Linked DNA regions of Mus musculus: region 2 is linked to region 1. A link is a contact called in public Hi-C data. All regions are on one chromosome and are shown on one strand. The core of a region is the stretch at or near the end of the contact, and the rest is flanking DNA. Distances in the headings are between cores, read along the strand shown.

Region 1 (6,414 bases), core at 3,573-6,072:
AGAAACAGGAAATAAGTCATCGCAGGGCAACTCCTCCAACACACAGTCAGCACCTTCAGAACCGGCCAGCGCCCCCAAAGAGAAAGAGGCGCCAGCGGAGAAGAGCAAGGACAGTAGTAACTCGGTGAGAATCCCCAAGCTGACAGTCGCCTTGTACCAAGGACCCTTTCCTGTATCTGCCACCACTGGATGCCCTTCACTGTTCCGGTTTATCTGGGTGGGGAATGGTTCTTTATGGCCAGTGTGCCCCCCATGCGAGAACACGGAGAGCCGGGCTGGTGTGTATGTGGGACCTTCAGTTGTTCTGTGGGGTTCCTCAAAGTTCAGAAGGGCGCCCCCCTGCGGAGGTAAAACAATGTCTCTTCTGGGGCCCTGGAAGCCACCAGCCACACGTCACTGACTAGAAGTGTGGCTGATGTGACCAAGGACCTGCTTATTTTAAAGTAACTTGGGATTGAAGTGGCCACGTGTGGCCAGTGCTGTTTCGATGGACCATAGGGCTCGAGCAGCTGCTTGCTTCCTGTGGGGTATGTGATAACAGTTGAATGCCTGGGCCATTTTAAGGGTCATGGTTACTGCTCTTTGCCTGCACTTGTAGCTGTGTATCTCAAGAGCCCAAATCATTAGATGGTCGGTAAAATACTATTGCCTCGGAAGAGACTTAACATGAAGTAAAAAGAGATTTTTGAGCAGTATATACCTTCTTTGCAAAGCAGGGTACTGGGTAGGTCTGGGGATGTAGTGGATGTAGGGGAAGCCAAGGCGACAGGGATGAGTGGGGGACCATTCCAATGCTTTGTTCTGGCCTTTCGGATCTGGTATACAGTGTGTGGCCGTCCACCTGCCCTGGCTCTGGTCTGATCACCAGGTAGAGACCTCTAAGGGTGGGAGGAGTGGTGAGCCATCCTGTGATTCCCTGGGGTTCTATGGTTTCATCTTTTTGTTTATATTTCTAGACCCTGGATCTTTCCGGCTCCAGAGAGACGCCCTCCTCTATGCTCTTAGGCTCCAATCAAAGCTCTGGTATGTCGCCCCCTGGTGGCCACATGGGGTTTTGTATTTCACTTGGTCATGTTGGGGGAAGTCAAAGGTTTGGGATTTTTTGGCGTACCTTGGATGGATTTGGGTGGAGGTGTGGCTAGGCGAGGTGTTACACAGGTGCCTCCTTGTATTGGTCACCCACGTGTGTCATGTTTAATGAGTGCACCCTTCACGGGGACACAGGGTGATCCGCTCAGGTCTCCGAGGTCCTCAGGGCATATTTGATTGATGAAGACCCTCAAAGCCTTTAGTGATGAATAGAACTTCTATGTTGAGCCTTCTCTGGGGTCCAGTACTAGGTGCTGTGGAATTTGAGCCTCCCTCTCCCGTCCTGGGAGCCTTGGGTGTCTTTTCCTACATTCTTCTGAACTTTTTCCCAGAATTCAGAGCCATGGCTTCCTTGGCCAATTTGACGTTCTCTCTTAGCTCCAGGATCTTTTTTGCTCCTTGATTTACTGTGGCTGAAAACTGAAAGCTACGGCTTTTCTTGTGTACAGTGGGTGCACAGAGGACTGCCACTGTCTGAAGGAAGACAGGAATGGTCCGCAGGAGTGGAGGGGGCTAGTGGTAGGGAGGAGATAACCTCACAGACTCAGATTGTAATGATTGGAGACTGCAGGTGAAGAGAGCAGCCCCTCCCCCTCTGTGCTCAGCCGTTCAGCCCCTCCCCCACGTCCTTGGCAGTTCCAGTGTGTTGCTAGGCTCCGGGTGCTCTGTCTTTCCATGACATTGTTAGCATCTTGGCTTTTCTTGATTGAATTGTGGTCTTTGATCTCCTCCTCCTCCTTCCTCTGACTCCTGAGTACTGGAGTAACGGGCCTGTGCCACCTCTCCTGGCTTGAATTCTGCTCTTCGCAAAGACAGAGTGGACTGGATTCTACCAGTTTCATACACTTAGCATGGAACAATACTTTTTTTTTTTTGAAATCATGTTTGTAGAGATGCCTTAATGGATTTCCCAGTTTTTAGTGATGATGATGATAAAAATAAGTTTAAAATACAAACAGGCATGGTGGTGCATGCTTTTAACCCCAGCACTCAGGAGTCAGAGGCTGGCAAGTTCTAGGGCAGCCTAGTCTACAGAGTGAAACTCAGTCTCAAAAAGCAAAGAAGCCCCCGAACTGAGTTAGGAGAAGAGCTCTGACCTTAGGGATGTCTTAATTCAGAGAGTGGAGCTGGCAGTATCCAACTTAGGAAATACCGTTTGGGACTCTGGGGAGCTGCAGAGAAGGTGAAGCTGAGGAGTGATATTGAGGAATGACCTTGAGGTGTCCCCTAGCAGGTCCAGGTTGACCTGGTGGCCATTTCGGGTCACAGAGCAAACCGCCAGACGCATAGCTGGCCATGTCCCAGCAAACCCTGGCCTGCAGAAGAGGCGGTGCGGCTTGGGCCTATGGGTTCCATTTGCTGCCCTCTGACCTAGAGAATCTTGGGTCACAGGCAAGAGTAGAAGGAGACCTTAGGTCCAGGAGGAAGTGGCTGGGTGTGGGGGAGAAAGCCGTGAGTTCCAAGGAATCAGTGGCTTAGCTGATGGCATCGGAGCCAGGGTGTCTGTGCAGGTGTCCCTTCCTTGTGTGCCAGGCGCAGTGCGGAGCTCCACAAAGTTGCTGTCAGTGGAAGCCAGAGATGGTTGTCCAGGCTGCACCGTGTGGCCTTTAACTTCTTCTTAGCCACTTTCTCTAGCTGTGTCTCCCTGGTACTCTTCCCATCGGAAGCTCTGATAATGGAGTCTCCTGGGTTCCCCTTCCCAGGTTTTCCTCAAGCTGCACCTGAGCCCCAGAGTTCAGTGGGAGGACATCACCCAGGGGGACAGACTCCTCCCATGGCGACACACACAAGTCTTGATCACCCTGGGCACAGTTTCTCACCTGCTCGGTCACCTTACCAAGTCCCTGCCATGGGCCTCTGCTTTTCTACTCTATAACAGCAGCATCTCAGATTCTCTGTTCCTATCAGAGCACCTCCCTGGCTCTCCCTGTCCCCACATCCCTGTGAGCATCTGGTGCGGGTGCTGTGCCAACAATCTGTCTTGTTCAGCCAGGCCATTCCACACCTGGCCTGCCTCTCTGTTCTGTCCTTGGCTGCTAAGCTGCCCCCCACCCCCATCTTTCTGAGGAGAGGTGATAAATTCACCTGCATCTCCATGCCATGCCTCTCATCACTGATAGACAAGAGTGACAGTCAGGTCTGTGTTGTCCTGGAAGTGGATGTCAAACCATTGGGCTCATGTGACTAAGAGCTGAGGGATGGGATTGGACCTTTCCCTTCAGGTCATTTAGATTGTGACTTTGGTTTGTGGTTACCGGATTGAGCAGCCCAACCTGACACTTGTCCACTCCGCTTCCCCATCCCAGTTAGAGCCTCTGTGGCATCCCATCCTGCCTCCATCTCTCTCCTCGCTCTCCCCATCCATCTGGCTACTGCGTTGGCATGTCACCCATGTCTTAAGAGATGGAGCCGTCCATGGGGCGTAGTGACGCACACCTGTAACCTTTAATTCCAGAGGCAGAGGCAGGTGGATCTCTGTGAATTTGAGGTCAGTCTGGTCTACGTGGTAAGTTGCAGACTATCTAGAGCTACATAGTGAGACCCATCTCAAAAACAAAACAAAACCAAACCAAAACACAACAACAAAGAGTTTGAGAGAGATGAAGCCATTGACAAGGGCATAGAGAAGTCTAAATGTTGTGAGGTTTATTATTGCTATAATTTTTTTTTTCTTAGAGTGCTGGGCACGGGTGCAATGCTCAGGACAGACCCGAAGCCTTGCATATGCTAGGGTGCTGTTCTTTAGTCTGAGCCCCAGTCCAGCCGACATGTTCCAACATGTTCTGACATGTTATCTCAGACAGTGCCCAGGCAGGTGGATTTTTCAGAACATGCCTTGTCTTGAATCTGGGGTAAAGAATGAGGCCAGGGTGATAGAGAAGGTGGCTCAGAGGGACAAACAGGAAGGCCTAGAATGTAGGCCCGTGTAAGAAGCGTGGTGAGGCAGCGTGCATCCGTGATCCCAGGAGACACGGGTTTAAGAGACCCAGACTCCAACAAAAAAAAGTAGAAATAATTGAGGAAAGCATTCATTGACCTCCCGACTCCACACACTCACACTTACATGTTACATGTACACAGACAGGTACACCCTCACACATGTTACATGTGCACCCACTCACACTTACATGTGTACACACCCCACACACTCACATATTACATGTACACACAAACACACACCCCTCACATACACTTCCCCAGGCCTTTTGTGTATTGAGGATTGATCTCGGGGCTACATGCCCACTGGGCAAGGGCTCCCCACGGATGGAGTCATGTCACTAGCATCAATTTGTCCTTTAAGGGTTTTTGGGTTTTTTTTGCTGTTTTTTGTTTTTCAAGACAGGGTTTCTCTGTGTAGCCCTGGCTGTCCTGGAACTCACTCTGTAGACCAGGCTGGCCTCGAACTCAGAAATCCTCCTGTCTCTGCCTCCCAAGTGCTGGGATTAAAGGTGTGCGCCACCACCTCCCGGCCCTTTAAGGGCTTTAAACAGGATGTCTCTGCATACAAGCACAGAGGCTAGACTATAGCCGGCAAGGTGTCTGTCCTCCGCCTGTCTCCACTGCCATGGTGGCCCTCCGGGGACTTCCACAGGCCTGCTTCCTGACCCGTCTTTAGAATGCATCAGTGACCTTCGCCTCCCTGGTTTCTGATTGCTTTCTGTGGTCTGGCCACACTTGGCTGAGTGAGCCTGCCCCCTCCCAGCCTGTCAAGAGTCTTGGCAGCTTGCCCTCGTTCTCCGTCTCTGCTTGTGGCCTGCTGGCATCCAGACTGAGGACATGCGTGGTCCGCTGTCTCTTCTAAGTTGTAATTCCAAGGTTCATTTGCACTAACTGTAATGCCACTCAGCACCTAGGCACATGGCCACTGAGGTGACACTTCCGTCTCCTTTTCTTCCTCCTCTTGATCCTGTCCCCCCCCAAGCCCCAAACTCTTCAGGATATTCAACGTAAGCACTCCTTCCGCTTCACATTTTTAGGGTTTTAGGCACTTTTGCTCCGTAGCCAAGGCTGGCTTCAGAGTCATGGTCCTCCTGCCTCAGCCTCCCGAGGGCTGGGGTGACAGGTGGTGAGCACACTTGGCTTTTCTGAGGATTTGAATATAGTTTGTGGATGGCCCTTTATTGCGGCCTAGGGTTTAGTCAGCTGGTCTCTCCCAGTTGCTGTCCCTTGTCGTCCTCAGTGTGGCCCCTTTGCTAGCCTTCCTCTTCCTCGCAGTGCGTCTGCTGTGTGGTGCCTGACACCCTAGTGCACCTCAGCCCAGCCTCAGTTTCCCTGCTAGAACCAGGCTTTGGCAGAGCTTGTGGTTTGGAACATTTTGCTTTCAAAATCCTGAGCATTTGTGGCTTGCCAAGTATGGGGCTGCTTTTATGTCCCCGCGTGTCCTTCTATGTTCACCTTCCTCCCTGTGATGTGGCGCCGTGTCCAACGACCCTGTTTGTGGTTTACACAAGTTTTTAAAGGCCCCAGTCACCTGTAAGCACATCCAGTCGAGTGGCCTACATGAAGGAACAGCTAGCCATGGGTGTCGGCCCCTGGGGTTGTGTGCAATTTCAGCTGTGATGGATTCTAAGGCTACCTGTGCTCTCTTCAGTTAGCAAGAGGTGTGACAAGCAGCCTGCCTATACCCCAACCACTACAGACCACCAGCCGCACCCCAACTACCCAGCCCAGAAGTGTAAGTATGACCCTGTCTCAGGGGAGCTGCTGGGAGAGTCACTCCTGGCATGCAGAAGCCATGTTTTGTGTGTCTGTGTGTGTCCGTGTGGGCGTGTCCTGTGCTTTGAGTGTTGGTCTCCCTCTGCTTTGCCGTCGCCGTCGTCTTCTTGTTTGTTCCCCATTGCTGCCTTTGCAAACTGCTGTAGGTTGGGCCATTCAGAGCCTTTGTTTTGTCTTAGCTGGGTACTGCATCTCCCCTGCCGTGGTCTGCCATGTTAGCCAGCATCCTGGGCCCAGTCCTTTAGAGGCTCAGGCTTTGGAATCTCAAGTTCTGTTTCTTTCATATCCCCACTGATCTTGGCTCTTCCCCACAGCTGGAAGGACTTGGTGATGTGCGACTATATCCATGCCACCCCTCAAAGACCTTCTAGAAGATTATATAGCCTAACTGCCAGGAATGTGAGCTCTCAAAGGACCATTTGGAACTCTGATTGTCCTTTTAGAACACTGCCCCCTTCTGGCTGAATATAAAAGCAGCCTGAACTTTTAAATTTTTATTTTATTTTATTTTATTTTATTTTATTTTATTTTATTTTATTTTATTTTTTTGCATGTGCTTTGTGAACAGGCAGTAAGAAGTAAGAAAGACAGTCCCCCAAGGGCAGCAGT
Region 2 (5,991 bases), core at 2,852-5,351, 670 kb before region 1:
GCCCTCATTGCAGCCTCCCGTAGAAGAGACGCAGTACTGACTACTGCTGTCTGATCAATATTTTCTTTTCCACCTTCCCCTCTGCCTTGTCTCGGGCAACCCAGATGAAAGTGTTCATGAGTTATTTATTCTGAAATCTAAGAGCAGAAAGATGGAAGGAACAAGCGGGAGAAGTCTTCGTTCATGCTCTCTGATGTGGATTGTCCACCCAGGAGCAGGCGGCTGGCACTAGCTGCTGTAAGGGACGTGATCTGTGAATTCGAGTGACCAGCTTTGGTGTAGGCTCAAATAAGAAAACCAGCAAGGCTTGTTGCTGTGGCTTATACTTGGGAACATTTGGTTGCCAGTTGGGGCCACTGTTTTGGGAGACCTTGGAACTTTCAAGAGGCTAAGCATAGCTGGAGGAAGTGGTTTAAAAAAATTTTTTTTTTAGTATTTATTTTCTCCTAATTCCCACACTTTTTAATGTATGTGTGTGTATGTATATACGTGTGTGTATGTATGTGTGTGTATATGTGTGTATACATGTATGTGTGTAGTATGTTTACGTATGAGTATGTATGTGTGTGTGTGTGAATGTGTGTATGTGTGTGTGAATGTATGTGTGTTTGTATGTGTGTATGTATATGTATGTGTGTGTATGTGTATATGCGTATGTGTGTGTGCATTAGTGTGTGAGTGTCATAGCATGTGAGTGAAGGTTAGAGACAACTTTGGGAGTCAGTTCTCTCCTACTGTGTGTGTTCTGGGGGCTTGAACTTGGGTCAACAGATTTACTTGCAAGCCCTTTCACCCAGTGAGCCATCTCTCCGGCTCCTGCCTTCTCCTTTTGATGGCCAGAGGAAATCTTTGCTGCATGCCCCTGGCTCAGTCAGCGCTTGTCTGCTCATGGCCTGAGATGGGTTCCTGTGAGCCAGTCTTCCATTAGGACAGACAAGAAAAGGGTGGGTTTCTGAGAAGGGATTTTATATTTGGTTTTGTCTCTATGGTGATGTCTCACAGACCAGCCTCAAATGACTAGAACAGCAAGCATTTATTTTCGCCCTCAAGGTCCTTCAGTGTACGCTATGGGCCAGCAGATCCAGGCTGACTTTGTCTGGTCAGCTATGACTCAGTGTAGAGCAGCTGGGCTCAGCTCTAGCTAAGGGGTGGCCTCACTGTGGTTCTCATCGTGAGCTGTGCTGAGGTTCTGTCTAGAAGAGTTGCAGGAGCCAAGATGCAAATACATGCAGCCCTGATCACAAGGTATATTGTGCTATAGATGCTCTGCTCTGTCTTTAAAGCAACCTCAAAGTGAATTGGCAGGATGTCCACTCTGCCCTGCGGAGGACCCGAGGGTTATAGGCAAAAGGAGTCTGCCTACAAATGTATCCCAGAATGCAAGATCAGTATCAATGGCCTGAAAGACCCCAGATCCCCAGTCCCATGTGTGCCTTCAACAAGAACACGATTTCTCCAAATACAGTCATAATTGAGTCACACCTGTGGTGACAGCCCAGAAATCAGAATGATCTCTGAGACATTCTGTGGGTACCGTGCCTGAGGCACCTGCCAATGAGAACTCTACAGAGATGCAAGCGCCATATTGGTTTGTCAGGGCTGCTCTCTTGGCTGTTTCCATCTAGTTAAGTTACTTAAATTAAAATGTTAGGCAGATGAACATGTTGGTACATGCTTGCCCTACCAGTGATTGGGAGATAGAGGGCACAGGAACCATGAGTTTGGGGTCAGCCTGGGCTACATAGTAAGTCTTTGTCTCAAGAAACCAAAACCCTTAAGGATAGGGGTATAGCTTACGGGATCTTGCTTAGTAGTATCTAAGGTCCTGGAGCTATCCCCAGCATCAAGACTGTATTTAAAAATAACTCAGAAGTTAAAATTATAACCAGATGATATTAAAATGGAGAAGGCATATTTTATATCCATTAGCATGGGCCCCTTTACCTAACATCTTTTTTAAATCAACATTCTCTGGAGCGCATTGCCCATCCACTGTGACATATTAGCTTTGACTTACACAGATGTGATTCAAGTTTTCTGTTCTAATACCTTTGTTTATGTTTTTAAAAAAAGTCAAAGGAAATTTTAAGTAAACCAGCAGACAAAAGGCCAAAGTTTTGAAGCAGCTTCTGACGCTCCCTCCTGACCTCTGAGGAAACGTGGCACAGACTGAGTGTCCACAGCCTCCTTCCTCACAGAGCCATGGTCACCATTTTCCTCCCAGAAGTTCCTATGCACTCCAAGCTGGGCCTCTGTCCTTGGCCGTGCTTGGTTTCAGGGTAACCATGTCAGACATATATCATGTTAGTTAATATTCTCATTGTTATGGAGAAGAATCATCTCACCAGAAGCAACTGGAGGAAGGAAGGGTTCGGGGGTACAGTCCATCACAACGGGGAGCACAGGGCGGCAGGAGTGTGAGACAGCTGGTCACAAAGCACCTGCACTCTGGAAGCAGACAGATGGCTGCTGCTGATTGGCCGGTGTTCTCCACTTCCTTCAGTCCAGGGCTGTTCTGAGTTGCCTAGCTGGAGCTCAGGGTGGAACTACACTCTGGCTAGTGACACGAGATTTCTGGGACTCAGTTTCCCTGTTGGTGCTGGAAATGGACGAGAACAGGACCTTCCTTGGAGGAAACTAGGAGGGCGAAATGGAGTAAAGACATGGGATGCACCCAGAGGGTCTCTGGACCCAGAAGAAACATTTCCCTTCACATGGACAGGGCCATTTAGAGACTGTGTGATAGTCTAGCTAGCATGGCGACCTTATGTCTGTGCCTTAGCGGTCCACTTGGGGTCTTTGTAATAGGGGTGGGGTGGGCTGGTGATAGCAGCATCATTAACTTATGAAGAATAGCTTTCAAGTTAAAAATTGTTTTTCCAGAATAAGACATGCTAAATCCACCAGAGGGTGTTTTTTAAAGTCATTTCTAAGTCAGTGGAGATTTCAAGTGTGCTCAACGTCCCTGAGGGTAAAAACATTGCTGAGTGAAGCTTTCAGAAGAGAGAGAAAAACCAGGGCCTCAGAATGACCCCTGTCACCTGCCAATACTTTGAAATAAACCAGCCTGCCGTTTGACCTCCAGTGCGAATGTCCCATGGTTGAGGTGGGTAAGGATAGACTGACTCACAACCCAGACAGCCAGTCCAGCCTCCCGGGGGACTTCCTGTTCCTGCAGCCTCAGATGCAGGAGGGTTTGAGTGAAACCAGAGCCGGCGCCTGAGAACGAGAGGATGACCAAGCCAAATAAAAAGAGGGAGCCATTTTCATCTCTCTTTCATGCACGCCGATGGATCAGAAAATTGAGAGAGAATTAAAAGTAATTAAAAAGCTCTTCCAAATGGTGCAGGAAGCAGAGGAGGCTGCAGCCCCTAAGGGCAGGGAGCAATCTATGATGGGAGAGGAAGCAGCCCTGGGAAGAGCAAGAGCATGCCTGCGTGTTTATGTGTGTGTGTGTGTGTGTGTGTGTGTGTGTGTGTGTGTGTGTATGTGTGTGCATGCATGTGCAAGTGTATGTGTGTGTACATGTGCATGCGAATGTATTTGTGTGTGTATGTGCACATGTGTGTGTATGTGTGTGCATGCATGCATGCCTGTGTGTGCACAAGTGTGCATGTGTGTGTGAAAGTGTATGTGTGTGTATGTGTGTGCATGCATACGAGTGTATATGTGTGTACGTGTGTGTGTACGTGTGTGTGTGTGTGTGTGTGTGTGTGTGTGTGTGTATGTGTCTCAGAACTTGCCCTGTGTGAGTCCCCTTTTCTTTTCCAATCACACGGCAGAAGCAGGCTCGGCCAGCACTCATCCACATCCTAACCAGCTGTGTGTGAGGAGCCTGGAGGCTGGGTCTCACCACAGGCAGGTTCCACCGTGCTTTCCCTGCCAGGATCATGGACTGAAACAAAACCAGCATGAAAGGGAGCAGAGAGAGGGGCCATCAGGAGCTACTTTGAGCCGACCACCACGGACTGTGCTGTTAGTGAATGGCTTTAGACAGGCTCCCACGAAAGGGGCATGTGTCGTCTTCCCTTAATTCTGTGTGGCCCATGTCACCTTCCAGCTTGTCTCAAGAAGCTCACGGAACCCGACTAGCTGACTCCCCTCCTTCCTCTTTCTAGACTGTGTGTTGCAAAAGTTTGAATTTGGGGTTTCTGTCTACAACAGTAGAGGCGTTGAGCCATCGGTGGATGCCGGGCCCTTGGCTTCAGAGACTGGGTTAGAGACAGATATGTAAGACTCATATTTTGTACTTAGGTTTAAATTTTGGGATAAAAAAAAATGCCTTTCTCCTAGGGCTCCTGAAAATGGAAACAAGTACAAGAACAGAACTACCCTGAGAGGGGAGAAACCACTGACAACCAAAATGGTGGGAGGGAGAGATGGAGGGGTTGTTTCCCTGATCCTGCCATTCGAGTGCCTGGATCCAGCCATGTCTGAAGTCGATCCCTTTAAGGGCACAAGCTATGAGCTCTTCCTATCATACTTTCTTAATTTTTATTTTGAGTCTGTCAACTGTAATCACGACCGACAGATTAAAACGGTGACTACCTCAGTAAAGGTCTGAGATGCGTTCACTGATGCCAACGTCCTGATGAGAGTCCAGAACTAGGGTCCCCACAGACAGCGTCTGCTCTGCTCGTAACAAAGCACAGTCTTATAACTGGAGCTGAAGGCCTCTTGTCTCGGTGCCTCTCACATCTGTGGACTACAGTCTGGACTATGCTGAGCTAGACCACTCTCGATGCAGAAGCTTATTAATGCCCCAATATGAACATGGAGACCCCAGAAGCCAGGCCACACCTGGAAGCTATTAGTCTCATCCTCATCCATCTTGTCCTAGAAGACAAAAAAGTAAATATTATGCATAGGGTTATTAATATAACATGCATGTGATACATATTATGTGTTAGTTATTAATATTTGGCAAAAGACACATAGAACAAAAATCTTCATTGTTTGTATCTTCAGTGTGGATATTGTTTTGTCTAGACTCTGTTGTTTGGCTTTTTTTTGAGACAAAGACTCCATTTGTAACCCAGTCTGGCCTTGATCTCCCGATCCTCCTGCTTCAGGCTCTCCGGGACTGGGCAGACAGACAGATGTGCACTGCCATGGTCAGCTGTGATCTTAACAAACAAGCAAGCAAGTAAACATGCCAATAACCCTCCGAAACATCTCTTCTCTCTTACTATGAGACACAAAGTTAAGTATAGTCCAGCTTCCCCCGCCCCCTCCTTAAAGACTGGCTTTAATCCCATGGGGTCCCTCATCTCGAGTCAGGCGAAACGAGACACTTCAAGGTTTCGGAGACCCTTGAGAACATTCCTTCAGTGTTGTTTCCAGCTGGCGAGATTTAGAGTCCACAAACACACTCTCCGTGCGCGGTCTTATTGTTTACATACTTCATAAAAGCAGCGACTTTCCTTCTGCTTCACAGTTACAGTGGCACTAAAAGTATGTTTAAAAAGAAAAACCGCTCATCTCTCCTTCCCCCAATGACCTTGAAATATAGAAATGACAGGCCTGTCTCCAGTTTTGTTTTGTGTTTTTTTCTCCTTGAAAAAACAGATCAGTCCCTGAGCCTGCAGATCACAGGAAAGGGACAAGCTACAAGCATTACACTCTTCACTGGGGAAGGGGCGGGGCCTTAGGTGTGAGAACAGGTTGGCACCCTTTCTAAGAGAGTGGAAGGGAAAGCCCCAACATAGGAACCGGGTAGATATAACGGGACCAGCAGCTTCACACTTCCCCTGCTGTGTCTTCCCCAACAGATCCTTCCAACTGCTAAAACAAAACCTTCCTGGTTTGTTTTGTTTTGTTTTGTTTTGTTTTGTTTTGTTTTGTTTGTTTTTCGGTTTTTTGAGGCAGGGTTTCTCTGTGTAGCCCTGGTTGTCCTGGAACTCACTTTGTAGACCAGGCTGGCCTCGAACTCAGAAATCCCCCCCTTCCTGGTTCTTAAGCTGCTTCTCCTCAGGTATTTCATCACAGCAA

The links. Hi-C and Micro-C count contacts between places; a contact is called where the count stands out from the background.
Region 2: a contact with region 1 is called in a Hi-C map of the N1E-115 cell line, with 2.3 times the contacts expected there. The contact joins two enhancer-like sites. A contact is called at or near these places in 1 of 484 Hi-C or Micro-C datasets (the N1E-115 cell line) and 1 of 115 datasets of contacts at active chromatin or transcription factors (large pre-B cells).

What each region holds. Positions count from the first base shown.
Region 1 is chr2:165,786,514-165,792,927 of GRCm38.p6, reverse strand. It overlaps Zmynd8 (zinc finger, MYND-type containing 8), which reads left to right. Exons shown (of 23, transcript NM_001363020.1): 20 at 1-124; 21 at 957-1,023; 22 at 5,681-5,764. Among named protein-coding and RNA genes, the nearest start is that of Gm29993, 58 kb to the right of the region's middle. Within about 2 kb of position 4,822, at least 62 of the 459 cell types and tissues checked have an H3K27ac peak or open chromatin away from gene starts, as enhancers often do. A contact at or near this core is called in the N1E-115 cell line, where this site is marked.
Region 2 is chr2:166,457,266-166,463,256 of GRCm38.p6, reverse strand. It overlaps 5031425F14Rik (RIKEN cDNA 5031425F14 gene), which reads right to left. Exons shown (of 3, transcript NR_015558.3): 3 at 4,487-4,836. Among named protein-coding and RNA genes, the nearest start is that of Gm30908, 11 kb to the left of the region's middle. Within about 2 kb of position 4,101, at least 57 of the 459 cell types and tissues checked have an H3K27ac peak or open chromatin away from gene starts, as enhancers often do. A contact at or near this core is called in the N1E-115 cell line, where this site is marked.